2 separate regions of the Mus musculus genome follow, and region 2 is linked to region 1. Evidence: chromatin contacts called from public HiChIP or PLAC-seq data. All regions are on one chromosome and are shown on one strand. The core of a region is the stretch at or near the end of the contact, and the rest is flanking DNA. Distances in the headings are between cores, read along the strand shown.

Evidence for each region. HiChIP or PLAC-seq counts read pairs in DNA pulled down with a chosen protein or histone mark.
Region 2: a contact with region 1 is called in a BATF HiChIP or PLAC-seq map of CD8 T cells, with 12 read pairs. The contact joins the promoter of Fhit here to the enhancer-like site in region 1. A contact is called at or near these places in 1 of 15 datasets of contacts at CTCF or cohesin (CD8 T cells), 5 of 484 Hi-C or Micro-C datasets (CD4 T cells, CD8 T cells, Th1 cells and 1 more) and 5 of 115 datasets of contacts at active chromatin or transcription factors (CD8 T cells, Th2 cells, memory CD8 T cells and 2 more).

What each region holds. Positions count from the first base shown.
Region 1 is chr14:10,299,726-10,302,501 of GRCm38.p6, forward strand. The region is part of intron 2 of Fhit (fragile histidine triad gene); the gene reads right to left. Among named protein-coding and RNA genes, the nearest start is that of Fhit, 150 kb to the right of the region's middle. Within about 2 kb of position 1,381, at least 17 of the 459 cell types and tissues checked have an H3K27ac peak or open chromatin away from gene starts, as enhancers often do. A contact at or near this core is called in CD8 T cells, Th1 cells, Th2 cells and 3 more, where this site is marked.
Region 2 is chr14:10,452,129-10,454,904 of GRCm38.p6, forward strand. It overlaps Fhit (fragile histidine triad gene), which reads right to left and starts at 1,330. Exons shown (of 7, transcript NM_001308286.1): 1 at 1,241-1,330.

The sequences.
Region 1 (2,776 bases), core at 131-2,630:
ACATTGGTTCCCCAATGTGTTTCACTATGTACATCTTTCTTTGCCTGCCAAGATTCAAATCTAGTTTGACTTGACCTTTGCATTAATCTCCCTCCCTCTATAGCTTTCCAATAGTCTCCACTTCAATAACTGTAATTGTATTCAGTATCAGGCACCAGTGGACAACAAAGGCATCTGGGAATCTTCACTTTTGACTCACAACCATGTCTGTAAGAGGGATTATCTCCATAGTATAGATTGACTAACTCTAGATCATAGAAAGTAAAACCTCTCTCAGGTATGCTCATGTGACAGGGGATGTGTGAGTCACTTGGAATGTAAAATGTCCTATCTGCCCAACTACACACATACACACACACACATATATACAAACACATAGACACATACATACATACATACATACATGTACATACACATAAACACATATACACACATATTCATACACACAGCACACACATACACACATGTACATACAAACACATATACACATGCATAAACATATACACATGCATACATACAAATATACACACATGTACAAACACATACATACATACACACATATACACACATATTCATACACAAAGCACACATACACACACTCACTCACATACCACACATAATTGCATGCAGGCATAATTGCACATAAACAAACACACACTCTCATGTTGGACACTTGGTCCCCAACATTGGTTCTCTCCTCAGAGGCTGTAGAATCTTTGATGCAGAAAGCACAGTTGTATATTATGTCACTGGAGACAGGCCTCTGTGGCTTATAGTTCACCTTGTTTCTAATCCTGTCCTGCTAAGATGTAAGGTGTTTCAGTGTGACACTAAGTTAAAACCACACAGAAACTTTGCTGTCCTGATAGTAATAGAAAAGTCTACTTTAACTCTAAATACCTTTTGTTGGATACTGAGAGCACAGAATTATGTCCAGGCCTTAAGAAAACATTCTGAACAAAAGGGAGAGGGAATGCAGGAAGCAGATGAGAAAAGCATTGTAAAGTGCATGTGTTCAGGAACTGTGCACATGAGCTTGGTGATGAACAAGACCACCAGCCATGAGTAAGCAGGGAACAGAGTGAGAGGAGATGCTGCTGCAGAGGGAAAGGCAGAACCAGGAGGTGGCTTCCCTACCGATAACCTCAGCAAGGGAGCATCTCAGACAGTTGGGATGACTCCGCTGGTGGAGTTGAAGAGCTCAGTAAAGAAGGTGCATGCAAATTCCATTCCTGGCTGCCTGACCCTGATCTAACACGTTAGCTCCTCACTCTGAACATGCTAGATGAATTACAAGCTGTCTCTTCTGAAACTACAATGTCTATAATGGTAGTCATTGCCACAGGATCTGAGAGCTATAGAATAAGTTAACTGCAGGGGGCTCCCTCTCCTCTCTGCACCTCCCTTCCTCTCCCTCATTCACGTAGCTTATAAGTTATTTCTATAAACTGGTGATAAATTAGTTATGAAACTGGTAGTGTGTGGATGTCTACATCAATAACGAAACAGCAAACAAGCAAAAAAAGTGAAGATCAGAAGAAATACAACCTCAGTCACTTTCTATTAACTGAGTGTTCACTCATCCATTTGCTTAAATATTTATTTAATATCTGCCACATGCCAAGAATTGCGCTGTTGCATGCTCAGAGATGCATTGCAAAAAAAAAAAAAAATCTTAAGTACAAAGCTGGCTGGGAAATAGATACTACTCAAATACAAAAAAAAAAAAAAAGTGTGGCCATGATATTTTTATGATTTATATTTTTAATTTATGCATGTAAGTACACCATCTTTCTGTTCAGACACATCATAAGAGGGCATTGGATTCCATTACAGATGGTAGTGAGCCACCATATGACTGCAGGGAATTGAGCTCAAGACCTTTGAAGTAGCAGTCAGTGCTCCTAATCACTGAGCAATCTCTTCAGGTCCCATAGCTTTGAGAAAAACAACAAAGACCTGCTGGGCAGGAAATAGGTAAAGCCAGAGAAGCTTCTGAGAGCAACCTGGAGAGTCTAGCTGTGTCTCGAGGAGAGTGTGCTAAAATCAAAGGGTAGCACTACCCCTCACCCCACCACCACCTACCCAAGAACTCTGTGGAGAATTGGCAGTTCAAACAAGTAGGCTGATACTGTTAATGCCTTTGCACTAGGAAGCCTCCTTGAAGAACCAGTGGTCTAGATCACAGCCCTGGAGGGAGTCAAAGGCAAGAGCTAAAGTTGAAGAACATGGCAGGAGCTGAACGTCCTCACAAATGGTAGGGAACAGAAGTCACATCAGTTCTAGGCTCAAGATGGCTGAGACCTTGAAGTGAAAATACAATGATCAAGGCAATTATAAGCCAATCAATGTATGTATATATATATATATATATATATATATATATATATATATATATATATATATGTGTGTGTGTGTGTGTGTGTGTGTGTGTGTGTGTACATATATATGTGTGTGTGTGTTGTCTGATTGTGTAAGTACACATACGTGTGCATCTGAATGTACATGAAAACCAGAGGTCAATGTTGGCTGTCTTCCTCCATTGCTCTGTATTTTTTTTGAAAGGGGGTCTCTTAAGGGATCTCACCAGTTTGACTGGGCTGGCTATCTAGGGAGTCCCAGGAATCTGCCTATCTCTACATCTCCGATGGTAAAACAACCAATACCCACCACACCTATCATTTAAATAGGCACAGGAAATCTCAACTGTGGTCCTCATGCTTGGGAGGGAAGCGCCTTACCAACTGAGCCATCTCCCCATCCAATGACAATTACT
Region 2 (2,776 bases), core at 80-2,579, 150 kb after region 1:
CCCAAAGTGAAATGAATTTATCAAGTTCCAAATTTCCTGAGTGCGAGGCTCTCAGACTCACAGCAGAATCTACTCAAGGACAAGGTGGAAATTCTTCAGCACCCTTGCCCACTTTAGCTCACATGAGGCTGCACTCCGGGATGGTAACTCATTTGCACAGAGCTCTTGAATGACAGAGAAGGGAGGATAAAGACAGTTAAACTTATGGGGCCTTGAGAAAAGAACCTTACCTAGGATGAGTCAGAAGCCTTTCCCAGCAGAGAAGCAAGAATTCCAGCATAATTATCTACTGCCTAAAGAAGGCTCTTCCACTCCCCAGCTGTAAACGTGCAATTTTCTAGGAACCTCGCCAGAACCTGCTAAACAGGAGAAGGGCTGTACTAAAGCCCTCGTGTGCTACTGCACTGTTGCCTTCTCTAGCATAAGCACAGATAACAAACACACTTCCAGAGCCGCCCTCCAATCACACTCATCAAGATAGAGAGAAAAGAGAAAAGTGTTCCTTAATTATTACAAAATACTTAAGTGTGTGTGAGTGTGTGCATGTGAGTGCATCCCTGCAGCCCTGGAGGCCAGAAGAGGACATTGGATTGTCCGGAGCTAGAGCTACAGGTGGTCATCATTCCACTGATGAAAGAGAAGGCAAGTAAACTCAGATCTAAAAGCAGTACTAAATGCTCCTTAGCACTAAGTCATCTCTCCAGCCTTCAAGAAAAGGTTTCGAAGTGATCTCCTCAGACATAATTTTGGGCCACAAAAGTGGTATATGAAAATATCTTTAATGCAATCATCAACTCCTTCCCATCCTGGCTAGTCCTAAAACTCTTTTTCCATGTAGAAGCAACAAATTCTGATTGGGTCTGAAGTGAGGTCCCTAAGAGACAGAGTAAATTCTTAAGGCTGTTAAAGGTGACAGTGCAGGGCTGTACCTCCACTGGCTCAACACTGATAACAAAAAACGTGGCCACATTTCACTGGGAAACCACCAGGGGAAGTCCCAAGAACATCTGTGGCCATGCCACCCCGGGGTTTGGCTTCCTCTGCAGTAGTATGTATGCATCGTTGCGGTTTGAATTTCTGCTGAGGAGCACGTGTGCTTTTCTGTCTCTAGAGCCCGAACAAAGCCCCAGCACGAGCAGAGAAAGGAGAATTATAACTGCAAAAAAGGTCTGCCTCCAACACTGCTGTCCATCCCAGCAGCCTCCAGAGTGGACTTTTGTACTTTAGGAATTAGGGGTACCTGTGTTTTCCAAGCAGAGGACTGATCCACAGGAAGAGGAGGAAGCAGATACGACTGGTAGGCAGCCCTCTGCTGTGAGTCTCAGGAAGTGAGATCAAAGATCAGCTGCAGTTAAAGGCTGGAGTGAAGGGTGGGGGGGCGGGGCGAAACCGCTCTCGCGGAGGATTCTGACCTTTCTCTACAGATAAAGGCAGAGGCTCACATTTCCTGGTAATCCACTGTGTGCATATTTACGTTCCTGAGCTTTTCATTATGTTGTTCAATGTCCTAAGTAAACAATGATGCTATGCAGGAAGGAGCAAGCTGAGTGAGGAGGTTAAGGATCACACACACACACACACACACACACACACACACAGAGCCTCTTCCTGCTCTTCAGCTGTCTGCTGAGGCACTTTGCCTCTGGTGTGCAAACCAACAAGAGAAATGACTTCAGCAACTTAAGCTTTTGATTGAGCTCAGAAATCTTTAGCTCTGCCTTTCCCTCCCCTACATCTCTACCACAGACCCAAATCATCATGGCCAAATTGACTAAAACAAGAAATGTATTAAAGCAAGCCTTTTGATTCATGTGTACAGGCTGCCTCCCCCTAAGCAGGGGTTCAATAGGTCAGAATTGGAAGTGAGGAAGACACACATGGCTTTTATAGATCACAGGTAGAGGGTTTCCAAAATGGGGAATTTGGCAGGCAAAACAGGCTAGGTTCCATGAGCAGAACATACACAGGACAAGGTAGTGTCTCCTAAAACAAAGCTGTGGGGGCAACTCGGGCATTACAAAGTGGTCATGCCAAGGTAGCTATAACAACCCTTTTGAACAAAGGTAGTTTATAATAAACAACTTCTGAAACAAAGATATGGTTGCCATTCCTGAAACACAGAGAACAGAACCATTTGTAGTTAAGGGTACAGGTCAGGCACGGCCCCAATTCTTGAGACATAAGTTTAAATCATAAACATGAATAAACCTAGTTTTCTTTAATATAAGATGGCTTTTAAGACAAATATGGAAACAGGCTGGTTCTTCACTACTCTAGCTTTGCCCTCACTGATTTGCAGCAGGGCCCAGAAAAACTACTGGGGCTAAAAGGTTTGTATGGTCGGTTTGGGAGAACTAAAGCTTTAGAAACCACTTCCAATCTCCAGTTCCCAGGTAACACAAGACAGGTAAACATCGGCTTTGGAATTCACAGTCTCACATGGAAAAGTGACGGTATCTTTGTTCTAAGTTCTTTCTCTAGCTTTGGGTAGAGAGACCCGACCTTCCAGGCTATCCTAAAGGAGACTAGAGGGATCATTACCCCATCAGTGAGACACTGTGCCTGTCCTTCCTAGAAATTGTTCCCACTGAGGGGACACTGCTGCCCGTGTGGAGGGAGAGCACATGGCATCGCTGGGCTGCTTTCTGACTCAGACAAGTGTAACTTACTGTCTTTTATTTTTGTACTGATACTGGACAAAGGTTAAGAATGGCTTCCCTTGCTCTCTGGGTTTTCCACTCTCCCTCTGAAGCCACCTCTCCTTTTGCCATTTAGC